Linked DNA regions of Mus musculus: region 2 is linked to region 1. Evidence: chromatin contacts called from public HiChIP or PLAC-seq data. All regions are on one chromosome and are shown on one strand. Each heading gives the region's core, a stretch centred on a gene start, on an enhancer-like site or on the middle of the called end of the contact. The rest is flanking DNA. Distances are from core to core; before and after follow the strand shown. Region 1 holds the start of Psme3 (proteaseome (prosome, macropain) activator subunit 3 (PA28 gamma, Ki)). Region 2 holds the start of 4930417O22Rik (RIKEN cDNA 4930417O22 gene).

Region 1 (6,904 bases), core at 1,820-4,319:
CACACACACACACACACACACACAGACAGCTTTTAAAAGAGGTTCTTGTCAAAAAGAAACTTGTATTCTAGTTGGGAAGGCCAAAGTTACAACTAAAAGAACACATTTTAAAAGCCACTGAAATGGCCAGTGGGTTGGCTCAGCAGGTAGAGGCACTGCTGCCAAGCCTGACGACCCAAGTTTGATCCCTGGGTCCAATGCAGCAGAAGGAAAGCACTCCCTACCCACACACTAAATAAATACTTTTTCAAGTAATGGGGAATTGGGGAAAGTTCCACTTCAAAAATAAGAAGAAAGCAATCAAGGCAGGTAGGGGATAACTGAGGGAGTATGCATGGATCCTTTGGCTCTAATATGAAGAAATTCCTGATTCAGCAATCTCAGCCCATTACCTTCTATATGGTAGAAGTAATGTTAGGAGCTAAGGATTCAGACTACTGAGGCGTCTCCTAACTGCAGGTTTATCTTGATTTTTAAAGAAAGTATCCCAGTATGTGTCCCAGCTAGCCTTCAACTTCCTATGTATCCCAGGCTGGTCATGAACACACAATTCTCCTTCTCCAGGCAAGCTGAATGCTCAGCCACCGTACTCGGCTTAATTAGTTATAATTAAGAAAGTCCTGAAAGCTAGGAATATAAATCAGTGGTACAGCATTTATAGTTTTTTTTTAAGATTTATTTATTATATGTAAATAAATCTTATATGTAAAAATTATATGTAAATACACTGTGGCTGTCTTCAGACACACCAGAGGAGGGCGTCAGATCTTGTTACGGGTGGTTGTGAGCCACCATATGGTTGCTGGGATTTGAACTCATGACTTTCAGAAGAACAGTCGGTGCTTTTACCCGTTGAGCCATCTCAACAGCCCGGTACAGCATTTATATAGCATGCACAAGACCCTAGGCTCAACTTCTAGGACAGAAAAAACAAAACAAAACAAAAAAAAACCAAGCAACAGCAACAAAATACCAAGCCACAGGAATCTAGATCAAACTATAGCATAGGCGGCGTTCTAACACAATACAGACATGCAACTAATACACTATCAGTGCCAGCTGGCAATAGCCTAGCATTTAGATGGCAGGGCAGGCAGATCTTAATGAGTCTGAAGCCAACCTGGTCTACCTAGCCTGCATAAGGAGTTCCAAGCTAGCCAGGGCTACATAGTCAGATGCTGTCTCAAAAACAAAGCAAAGAGCAAGTAAAGACAGAGACTGCAGCTGTGCAGCAAAACCAGCTGTTCCTCCCATCTGTGAGCACAGCACACTGAACAGAAAAGGCTTATTCCCAAGCAGGCGGAAAGCCAGGTAGCTGAAGGAAGCCTGTGGCTAGTTTAGAACTAATGAAAACCTGGGCTAACATTGAGAGCAGCACTAACATAACTTACCTTGCCAAAACTGAAACTAATGGTCCAAAAAGTAGCATCCTACAATCACCACACCTACAACAGAACCCCAGACCCCACAGGCAAATCCCACATACTCCGGACATCCCCAAGCTTACCAAAACATAAAATACTAAGAACACAAACATAAATGCAAGACACTCACACCATCCAGTCCATCGTGGCTATTGGTGAGGAGAATGGGGTCAGGGACTGGGAGGTTCATGTCTGAGTGGATCTGAGTTAGGTCATGGATATTTAGAATTGGTTCCTGAAAGAGAGGCATTCACCCCAAAACAGTATTAGTGTAAGTTTAAAACAAAATCAAAAACAAGGAGAGAGAGAAAGAGAGAGAGAGAGAGAGGAGTATTTCTTGTGAAATCGAAGAAAAAAAAGAATGCTTTACAGTACACAAGAGAACAGAATCAACACACAATCTGCCCCGCCTGTCACAAAGACAGGGACCAAAGAAGTAATTTAAAGAAACAAAAGTGTCTCTCACCTTCAAAAAACTATCAAGTTCTAGTAACTTCTTTGGGAAAAAATTTGCCACCAAGTCTTCTGCCTAGACAGAGAGAATACACCTGAATTAATAAACGTGGGACAGTCCCTCACTACAGATCTTTTGGGGACACCCCCAGCTATTAACCATCACCACTTTTCTCCTTTACAACACTCACCTCACTTGTGATCCGCTCTCTGAAAGAATCAACCTACAATGAACAGAGAGAGCAACTTAACACCTAGTGATACAAGGGCATGGATGGGGAACCCCAAATCCAGCTGTCTCGCCCTCACCTTGAAATTATAATTAGAAGGTGAGAGGCCCCCAGACTGCAAATACTTCATCTTTTTCAAGATCCATTTCTCCATCTCGGGAGAGGATGTTCGGGTTACAGGCCAGCACCTGTCTCCCCTTCTCTCCCTTCCTACCCACCCCTCACCTCCCTTTGTCCCTCCCTCCAGTTGTCTAAAACCCTCTCAATTTCATAAGCAGACAAAAGCCAGACTGGAAGAAGTGAGCTCACAAACGTGCCAACTCCCACCCAGACCTGGCCCCATCCTACGCAGTAAGCCAGCCTCCAAGGGCAGGGTCAGTGGCAGCGTCCGGGGGCGGGGACGTGGCTGGGCCAGGGGACTTCCACCTGTCATTAGCCTAAAGCATTGAGTTTAACACGTGTCCGCGGAGGAGTCCCTGGTGCACTCCATCACCAGAAGCAGGACAGAAAGCCACCCTATACGGTCCTCTCCAATGCCGTCTCCAGGCGTGGGGGGCTGGGTTGAGCCAGGCGGAAGCTCAGAGCTGGTGTCCCCAGGGAGACAAAGACGACATAGGGAGTGGGGAGCAGATCCGACTGCTGGGGGTTCGAAGGGAGGGATGAGGGGGCCGGAGCTATGCCGCTACCTTGAGCTTCACTTCCTGATCCACCTTCAGCAACGAGGCCATGGCCAGGCCGGGCCGTGTCCGCTCCGCTGGGTGCCGGAGGTGCTCTGGGCTCCGGGGAGGGCACCGGAGGGGCCTGAGGAATCTCCGTTGCCCTCGGGACCCGGGCACCCTCGCTGGCTTGCTCACCGCTTGCTCGTCCCCTCCCTCCGTGCCGGCCGGCCACCCGCCCGCCCGCCTGCTGGCTGCTTGCTCTCTCGCTCGCCCTCCCGGCTTTCGCCGCTCACGCCGGAAGTTGCGTCACAGCCAATCGCCGGCACTCCGGGGAGGATGAGCACGTGCCCTGCGCAGCCGCTCTGATACTCAGTTCTACAGGTTCCTGGAGGGGCTGTCGGAGCTTCCGGGCCTTGTGCCCTGTGGTGGTCAACCTAGGACAGGGATGCTGAGATCCAAACCTCCTGGGGACTCAAGAGTGATGTGTCTTATTGTCCCGGAACTCGACTTCACCGTGGGACCTCATGTGCCGGGGCTTCTGGAAGAGTAGGCGTCGCGCCCTAGTGACGTGAGCCGGAGAAGCCCGCGGCCCGGGTCCCTAGTTTAAGGTTCCGGGCTGTGACTGCTGACTCCCGCCTCCCGTCCCTCGGGCTAGTGTCAAACCGAAGACGCGTTCCATTGCACCGGGCTTTCCGGGGAAAGTTATCATAAACGTGCAGACCTCAGATACCAAATACCTGAAGGACAAATTCACGCCCAAAACAGCCTCGTGGCTTATCTAAGACACAACACGTTGCTTCCAATGACTTGACTAGAATCAAATCCTCCCAGTTCTAGAGGAAAAAGGTTACCATTTTCCTAACGCAAGTCTGAGACAGCATCTCCTCTTTCAACAATTAGGCAGTGTATCTTTTAGTTTGTGTTATTCCATGCAATCAAATGGAGTAGGGGTATGTGCTAGACCCCAGAAAAGTATTCTGGAGAGACTAGAAATGTGCGCATCATGTATATAGGGTAAAGTCTTCTAGCAGACACATTTTTTAAAAATTAAATAACTTTAGCCACTTCCTTTTTCTTTTCTTTTTTTCTTTCTTTTCTTTTCTTTTTCTTTTTCTTTTTTTTCTTTTTTTTTTTTTTTGGCGGGGGGAGGGGGGTTCGAGACAGGGTTTCTATGTGTAGCTCTGGCTGTCCTGAAACTGACGTTGTAGACCAGGCCTGGCCTCAAACTCAGAAATCTGCCTGCCTCTGTCTCCCGAGTGCTGGGATTAAAGGCGTGTGCCACCACTGCCCGGCTTAGCCACTTTCAATAACATTTATATTACAATGCAGTCAGCCTTTTGTATCTGGATTTCCAAATCACCGGGTCAACCAACTAAATGGAAAATATTCAGGAAACTTGAGCTACAAGGACCTAAAAGATGGATGACATAGTGGGAATTAAGGTACTCGCCTGTAAGCCTAGCTATGTAAATTCAATCCTTAGACACATACAGTATGAGAAAGAACCCCTGCAAGTGGTCCTATTACCTCTGCGCACACATTAGAAAGTAAGCAAGCAGCCATAGTAAATAATGACTTTAAATGCCTGAGCTTCGGAGTAAGGCCATATCTAAAAAGTAACAAAACAACCAAACAGGCTGGAGAGATGGCTCAGAGGTTAAGAGCACTGGCCACTCTTTCAGAAGTCCTAAGTTCAATTCTCAGCAACCACATGGTGGCCCATAACCACCTATAATGAAATCTGGTGCCCTCTTCTGGTGTGCAGGCATGTACACAGGCACAACACTGTATACACAATAAATAAATAAATACATCTTTTAAAAAGGAAGAAAAAACAACAACCAACAACAGGAAGTGTGATACACTGTAGTACTCAATAGCCATGTATAGCCAGCAACTCCTATATGGAATGCAACAGCTCTGAGATATAGACAATAAACAATCTGTTTAAAGTTTCTGTTTGTCACTGGTGCTTCATATTGGGGGAAAAAATGCCAGAAAATAAAGTGACCATAATGCAAAGAAATGGCAGGCAGACAATAGCAGGCAGGCAGGCAGGCAGTAACAGGAGTCTAAGATAGTCCTTCCCACTTACTCAAGTGGAAATACCACACACACACACACACCCCTTGTCCACTCACTTCTACCAGTTCACCTTTCACACTACATCCTGTTAACAGTAGTAACTTTCCATCTTACGGGATGCTTAACATCAGAATTCGCTCTCAGATTAACTTCCTTCTACTGTAACTGGGCCACTATTATGTGCGTCTTTCAGAATTCTAACTTCAAAACTAGTGTTTGTGCTTATTGAAATAATGGCTTCATGCTCAAAAACTTGCTTTGTCTTCAGATACACTGTAAGAAGGCAGACATACTTTTCCTGAAAGTTGTAGGCAGTGATCCATCAACTTACTGAGAAAACAATTGTAAATGCCTCTTGTTTTTGTGTGCTCCAGAATGGCTGGCCTTACTTTAAATTCATGTCCATAAATGTCAATCAAATGTACGATAACTCTTGAGCTCTTTCTCTGTGCTCTTGACAAGTTTTCCTCATATGTGGAATAACTGCCATGCTTTTTTTTTTTTAGGATTTATGTATTTATTTTATGTATATGAGCACACCATTGCTCTCTTCAGACACACCAGAAGAGGACATCAGATCCCATTACAGATGGTTGTGAGCCATCGTGTGGTTGCTGGGATTTGAACTCAGGACCTCCGGAAGAGCAGTCAATGCTCTTAACCACTGAGCCCTCTCTCCAGCCCCCATGGGGCACTTTCTTGATTGATGATTGATATGAAAAGATCCAGCAAAAAGTGGTTCTAGGGTTTATAAGAAAGCAAACTGAGCACGCCAAGAAGAGAAACCCAGAACCATTCTCCTGTTTTTCTCTTTAGTTTCCGCCTTCAGGTTCCTGCCTTGAGTTCCTGCTCTAACTTTCCTTCCTGTTAGACTGAAAGATGAAATAGACCCTTTTCTCCCCTAATTGCTTTCACTCATGGCTTTGATGTCAGCAGTAGAAGGGAACCAAGGTAGCACCTTAGCACGGAATTGCCAACCTACCAATACTTCCTGTCTTGCCTCATCTTCTCTCACTAGAGGAAACATCTCTCTTCCTGAGGAAGCCCATCCTTCCTTTTGTGCCTTGGAGTCCGTCCTCTTCCAGTTCTTGAGGAAATGCTTCAGCATCTTCTCCTCTTTCTTTTTATTTCTTGCTCCCCACCACCACTACCACCAGTCAGGGCTTGTGTGTAGTGACAGGTTGACCTCCAACTCACTATGTAGACTAAGCTAGTCTTGAACTCCCCATCCTCTTGCCCTCCACCTCCTCAGGGTTGGCCTTACACATATGTACTACCACGCATAGCTGCAAATATCTGGGCTTTAACAATACCTGGTGTGGTTCTCTTTGCCTCTTTCCCTCTAACAATTACTGTCCAAAATATAATTGTTTTAAATGAATTAAATGGAATTTTTCCTAATAACTCTGAAGTATGCCAAGATCGGAACCAGAGCTCTGGCCCTAGAGTATTTCGCGGCAAGGGAGAGAAACCAACCACTCATTTGATGATTATAATTTTTGAAGGAGTGAATGACCACATTTAATGGAGTTAATGTTTGTGTTTCAGAGAAAACTGGTAGACCACACGAAATGCAAAATTGTACTATATTTTTAATTTTTAAAGAAAACTTAAAAATAAAAATAAAATAATTGATTTTATTTAAGTACATGGGTGTTTTGCCTACGTGTATGTCTACTTAAGGGTGTCAGATTCCAGAGTTACAGACAGCCCTACTTTTTTTTTTTTTTTTTTCGAGACAGGGTTTCTCTGTGTAGCCCTGGCTTTCCTGGAACTCACTTTGTAGACTAGGCTGGCCTCGAACTCAGAAATCTGCCTGCCTCTGCCTCCCAAGTGCTGCTACTTTTAATTTTTAAGAATTCATTGGTCTAGCCTGATGGGGGTTGGTCTCTGCTATATGTAAGCAACTGAAAACATAACCTAAAATATATAGTTACCAAAGGACAACAATAAACACAGTTAACTTGAGGTTGGCCATTCCTACAATTACCCTAGCCCTTCCTCTTTCTGACGAGAGCACTCCCTGTTCTGAGTCTTCCACTGAGAGTTGAGC
Region 2 (6,667 bases), core at 4,079-6,578, 640 kb before region 1:
AAAGGAGAGGGTGAGGCAGAGACCAAAGGAGGGAAACACTTGTGCTCTACAGCTACTGACTGAGTACCAGCTGCGTGGCAGACAGCCAATGCCAAGGCTCGGCTGATCATGGCACCTCGTGGGACTCCTAGCCCAGTGCTGGCAGAGGGGAGTGCTGAATGGTGCATGGTTTGGATATGATCTGAATGTGGTCCAGCCCTAGTTTCCTTCCAGTTGCTGGGATAAAGCACCCTGACCAAAGCTACTTTTTTGTTTGTTTGTTTTGGTTTGGTTTTGTTTGGTTTTTCGAGGCAGGGTTTCTCTGTATCACCCTAGCTGTCCTGGAACTCACTCTGTAGACCAGGCTGGCCTCGAACTCAGAAATCCCCCTGCCTCTGCCTCCTAAGTGCTGGAATTAAAGGCCTGCGCCACCACTGCCGGCCCAAAGCTACTTTAAGAGAGAGAGAGGAATGTATAAGTATTATAATTCCAGGTTATAGTTCATTGCTGTAGAATTGGAGTCTTCATATTCCAGGTAATCTCCCACAGACATGCCACAAAACAACCTGTTCTACGAAATCTCTCATGGACTCCCTTCCCCAGTAATTCTAAACTGTGTCAAATCTACAAGAAATAGTGACAGTCACAGTCTCTAACGTTTTGGGCATGAGTCTGAAGTCTCATTGCTAAGTACTGGGAAGATGAAAACTTTACCTAGTGTCAGCATTTGGAGCAGAGCCTTTGGGATTTGAGATGGTCTTTTGCAGAGCTCCTAATGGCTACATGGAGAGAGGGGGCCTGGGAGAGACCCATACACCTTTTGCTGCCTTATGTCACCTGACCTGCTCCTTGGGAAGCTCTAGCAAGAAGGCCTTCCCTGGATCACCCACCACCTTGCACCTCCAGAACTCAGAGCCAAATTAAACTTTCTTGTTACTGTCGTCAAAGCACAGTCGGTCTGGGTTGTATCACTGTCAATGGGAAACAGACTTGCCTGGATGGATAACTTGTACATTGCATAATGTCTAGAAATGAAAAGTCCTATAGAGAAAAAGAAAATTAGCTGGCACACAGATAGAGGCCCTGGAGGAGGCTGGCTTTGTCCTCCCCGAGGAGGTGGCGAGTAAGGTGTAAATGTTCATGGATGTAAATGGGCCCATATATGAGGGTCTGGGGTAACAAGAAGGCCTGTGAATATAAAGCACTGAAGGTATGTCTAGTCTGGAGAAGGTCACTACAGAGAGTTCTCCAACTCAGTGCCCATACACACACACACACACACACACACACACACACACACACACACACCACAAAGAAAAAAAGGAAGAAAAATCTGAGAGCAAGTACAGTACTTAAAATTGTGTGATTGTGTGTGTGACTCTGATGTCACATGCTCATCTTGCCCTATGAGTTGAAAACCAAATGGCCCCTGAGAGGCATAACAACCACACTGTTGGCTGTGTGCTCACGTTTTTCTTAAAGCGTCTGTCTGGTTTGCTGCTAGCATCAGGCAGACTTGCAGCAGACTACATATGCTCAGCCCTGAAGTCCTTCTAGGGTGCATGTCTCTTCAGAATTTCAGAAAGTCATCTGTGGCTCCAGGACCGCCTGCACTCTCCCTCTGCCGCGAGGCTGCAGACTCTAGGCTGGGGTGGAAGCAACGCTTACCTCTGGGACAAGTATAACATGTTGGCTTTTCTTTCCCTCTGTGGCTCCAACCTGGACATAAAATAGATGCAAGCTGTGTAATAAATATTTCCTCCCGTCCACTTAGTTCTCAACAATAACTACTCTGAGAGCACTTATTAATAGGTGGCTTAGACATAAGCTTTGGCTCATTCCCCCACTAGCTCTTACTTCTTTAACTCTTTCAAACCATTCTGTGTCTTCCACATGGTTAGTTACCTCTCCTTCCATCCTGGTTCGCTTCTTCCTTCGAGTCGCCCTCAGTGTCTCTAGGTGATGCTTGTAAGATATTCTTTCTACAAAGCTGAGAGTGGTGGCACTCTGGGAGTTCAAAGCCAGCCTGATCTACACAGCAAGCTCCAGGATATCCAGGGCAATGTTGGGAAAACCTTTCTCAAACAAAAAGAGGGGTTCAGTTGTCAGGAGGAGACCCATGGGTTAAGAAGTCTAGACGAGCCATGGTGATGCATACCTTTCATCCAAGCACTTAGGAGGCAAAGAAAGGTGAAACTCTTTGACTTTGAGGCCAGCTAGGTTACATAGTGATACCCTGCTTAGTGTGTGTGTGTGTGTGTGTGTGTGTGTGTGTGTGTGTGTAATTTAAAAGTCTAAAAATGCATTCTTTTAAAAATATGTATAAGTATTTGCCTGCACATATGTATGTATGTATGTATACCATGTGTGTGTCTGGTGCTGAAGGACTAGGCATAGACTCCCTAGAACTAGAGTCATAGACAGTTGTGACACTCCCCAACCCCCCACCATGTGGGTGCTTGAAGCTAAACTCCTGTCCTTTGTAAAGCAGCAGGTGTCTATGAACCCTGAACCATCTCTCCAGTCTCCAGATGTGCATTCTCAAAGAGGAGTCCTTCATATTTCCCTAAACTGAACATCCTTATCAGTGAGCATCCTCGAGTCACCAAAGCTACTGCAAACCCTCTTAGGGAACATTCACTATTCACTTCTACTTGGCTCATGAAACTTAAGTACACACACACAAACACACACACACACACAGAGTCATGCACTCACAAAAGCATGCATGTACACCATTCTTATTAGACTATGCTTTGCTAAAAGACTTTCCTAGATACTTTAAAACATCACTTCTGCCTTTTGGTGGGCAGGTTCCAAGATTGGTACTGGCGTACTGGAAACTGAACAAGGTAGAGATCTAGAAATCACAGCAGGTCAGAAGGGCCAGCCTGTACAAGAGAGAGTTCCACACCTTCCAGGAACACTGAGCAGGGGGCTGGGACCTTGCCTCTCAGCCCAAGAAACTAGTGCGTTTCCTGTATGCATGCCTCTCAGAGATTCCATAAGATCTGCCTTCTGCCATAAGATCTCCTGCATCCAGACAAGCCTAGGGGAAGTTGAGAGGCTGCCTGAGTCTCTCCCACAGGCCCCTTCTTGCCTGGCAGTATTTTTTTATCTGGAGGAGAGGAATCAGGGTGGGAATGATCAAATACAATTATCAAGGAAAAAGTAAAAAACATATATATATATATATTAACTGATCTAGGGAGCTGGCTCAGCAGTTAAGAGTTCTGGCTGCCCTTGCTTCAGATCTTGCTTTGATTCCCAGCACCCACATGATGGCTTTCAACTGTATCTCTGCTTCCAGGGGATCCAACAGCCTCTTCTGACCTCCATAGACAAGACCTAGTCCTCTGCAAGAGCACCAAATGCTCTTATCTGTTGATCCATCTCTCTAGCCTCATGCCAGATCATTTAAAACTACTGGACACTGTCCCATTTTACGAAGATGTCACTGCCCAGTCATTTGCCATGAGTGGATATTTCGATTCTTTCTATGTTCTCACCCTTGCAATTTATAAGAAAGATATCTGCATTTGTCTCCTGAGAGAACAAAGGGTGGAGGGCTACTGAGATGGCTCTAGGGGTAAAGGTGCTTGCCACAAAATCTGACAACTTAAGTTTGGTCTTGGAATCCACATGGTGGAGAGAGAGAAGAGATTCCCGTAAGTTGTCCTCAAACTTCCCACACATGTGCTGTGGCTTATGTGTAACCCCAATAAGTAAAGATAGTTTTAAACACTACATAAGGTAGGGTTTCTTCATGACCCCAAGGAATGATGCCCCTGATAGAGCTTATGCTGAAACCCCATCTCCATTGTGCCATCTGGAAAGAGACAATTGCATCCCGGAAACAGAATCTTCATGAATGGATTAATGAGCTATTAAGAAAGTGGCTTGGTTATTGCACATGCTGGCGGCGTAATGACCTCCACCATGATGTTATCCAGCATGAAGGTCCTCACCAGAAGTCATACAAATCTTCTTAGGCTTCCAGAGTCGTGAGCAAAAAAAGCACACCTCTAAATAAATTAACTAGCCTCAGGTAGTTAACCACCGAAAATGAACCAAGGCAGTTCTAATACAAAACCACTTCCCTTCCCTGTTCAAACCACAGTGCCCTATTATCTAAAAGATAAACTTCAAGCCAAGCTTTTAGGTTGCCAGTATTTATGTAACAACAAGGCCCGTTGACACACATCTGTAACTCCTAGTACTGGGCCTCAGGGGCAGAGACAGGTGGAGCCCTGGAGTTTGAATTCCAGGTTCTGTGAGAAACTCTGTCTGAAAAGACAATATGGTGAGTGACCCGGGAGGATATCTGATATTGACTTCTGGCCAACACACAGCCATCTCTGCACATCTGTAGTTGCAAGCCTTTTGCACTAAGTTTGGCCAGAGTCAGAGTTTGCAAGTGTTTGTGGACTGAATGCACGTGTTGCTGGTGATCTACAAAGTCACCCTCCTTCTCAAGCTAGCAGCACTGGCTTCGGCCAGCTGCTCATTCAAGCCTCTTTGCAGAGTCATCACGGGGATGGGGGAGCAGGGCCCCTCCCTAGAACACCAAGCCTGTGGTTGTTTATTCAGGACATTATTGAGGGCCAAGATGACAGATAACTCTATCACTTGGCCAACAGTCGGGTGTTGCGGTGTTAGGTTATTTCTGTGTCTGCAGAAAACAGTGCAACCTGGACAAAAGAAATAAATGATATCATTTTTCATTCAGGCAACTAGATTCCGTGGTACAAAAGGCTCCCTGGGGAACGAGGCCGGGACAGCGCGGCTCCTGAGTCGCTATTTCCGTCTGTCAACTTCTCTAATCTCTTGATTTCCTCCCTCTGTCTGTTTCCTTCCTCTTGCTGGGGCCCAGTGGAGTCTGTGTACTCACAGGGAGGAGGGTGGCAAAGCCCTGGTCCTCTACGGGCTGGGGGAAGGGGGGAAGCTGTCGGCCCAGTGACTTTTTCCCCTTTCTCTTTTTCTTAGAAACCAGTCTCAATTTAAGATAATGAGTCTCCTCATTCACGTGTGCTCACTATTCATAGGGACTTATCCACCCCCGCCCTGTCAATCTGGCTAAGTAAGACAAGTCAAATTTAAAAGGGAACGTTTTTCTAAAAATGTGGCTGGACCGTGTGCCGGCACGAAACCAGGGATGGCGGTCTAAGTTACATGCTCTCTGCCAGCCCCGGTGCCTTTTCCTTTCGGAAAGGAGACCCGGAGGTAAAACGAAGTTGCCAACTTTTGATGATGGTGTGCGCCGGGTGACTCTTTAAAATGTCATCCATACCTGGGATAGGGAAGGCTCTTCAGGGAGTCATCTAGCCCTCCCTTCAGGAAAAGATTCCACTTCCGGTTTAGTTAGCTTCCACCTGGTCCCTTATCCGCTGTCTCTGCCCACTAGTCCTCATCCATCCGGTTTCCGCCCTCATCCACCTTGCCCTTTTAGTTCCTAGAAAGCAGCACCGTAGTCTTGGCAGGTGGGCCATTGGTCACTCCGCTACCACTGTTACCATGGCCACCAAGGTGTCATTTAAATATGAGCTCACTGAGTCCTGCGGGATGGCTTGGTTGGTAATATGCTTGCTGCAAAATCGTGAGAACTGGAGTTCAATTCCCAGCACATGGATGTATTTCCAGCACCTGGAAGGCAGGGAGCAGAGATCTTAAAGCTCCTGGCCAGACAGCCCAGCCTAATTAGTAATCAGTGAGAGACCCTGTCTCAAGAAACAAGATGGAACATCAAAGGTCAACCTCTTGTCTCCACACACACAAATACACACATGCACATACATCCACACACAGGCAAACACATGCACACACCTGAACACCCTCCACAAATACATACATAAAAAAATAAATACATACACACATACATACATACACCAACATTCCCTCTCCTTAGTCTCCTGGCTACGCTCTTGTCACCCCCACTAAGGCTTCAACTTCTTCTATTTCTTCATCTTGACTCCTCTGTACTTTGCATGCCTTTTCCAGCAAAGGCTTTTCTTTAAATCTCCGTCATTCATAAACTCCCTCTAAATTTCTTCCCCTGCCCTTTTCTTTCTCTCTAGGGAGATAAAGACACACACTACAAAGTCACCGTGGGACCAGTTTATTCACCCACCCACCCCTGCTTCTGTTCATCCGGCCAGCTAAGTAGTCCAACCTCTCTGGTGCTGTACCCTGGACCCTGGCTTCACCACAGCTCCTCCATGCTACCCAGCCCTGCAAACCTTCAGCCTAGCCTCTGGTTCTCCAACCAGCACAGGCCCAGTCTGGCTTCTATGTCCTAGAAATCTCCTTCATTCTCTCCATTTCCCTCCTGAATCTACCACCTTCTTTCTCCCTTCTCCTGACCTCTAATGTCTTGGTCAAACGATTACAAGGAAGCCAATGAAATTAGCAGTTTGGGGTACCTCAGAGTCAGCAGGGGAGCTGGGATGAATTCACATTTCCAGGCCTTTGCTTTGCTCCCCGGATTCTGACAGGCAGTTCCGAAGCTGAGTCCAGGAAGCTGAATTTAAAATCACACTCCAGCTGGGTTCTGAGGCAGCCCTACCACATCAGCTGGCCCTGACTGAGCTGTGTCTGGGTGGCAGTGGTGCTGGTGGTGCTGGTGGTGCTGGTGGTGGTGGTGGTGGTGGTGGTGGTGGTGGTGGTGGTGTGTGTGTGTGTTTTCTGCTTT

What was found. HiChIP or PLAC-seq counts read pairs in DNA pulled down with a chosen protein or histone mark.
Region 2: a contact with region 1 is called in an H3K27ac HiChIP or PLAC-seq map of microglia, with 4 times the contacts expected there. The contact joins the promoter of 4930417O22Rik here to the promoter of Psme3 in region 1. A contact is called at or near these places in 1 of 39 promoter capture datasets (hippocampal neurons) and 1 of 115 datasets of contacts at active chromatin or transcription factors (microglia).

The regions. Positions count from the first base shown.
Region 1 is chr11:101,312,378-101,319,281 of GRCm38.p6, reverse strand. Psme3 (proteaseome (prosome, macropain) activator subunit 3 (PA28 gamma, Ki)) reads right to left here and starts at 3,069. Exons shown (of 11, transcript NM_011192.4): 1 at 2,794-3,069; 2 at 2,069-2,101; 3 at 1,891-1,953; 4 at 1,555-1,659. The coding sequence starts at 2,835.
Region 2 is chr11:101,951,082-101,957,748 of GRCm38.p6, reverse strand. 4930417O22Rik (RIKEN cDNA 4930417O22 gene) reads right to left here and starts at 5,328. Exons shown (of 4, transcript NR_045806.1): 1 at 5,270-5,328; 2 at 1,885-2,054; 3 at 1,648-1,698.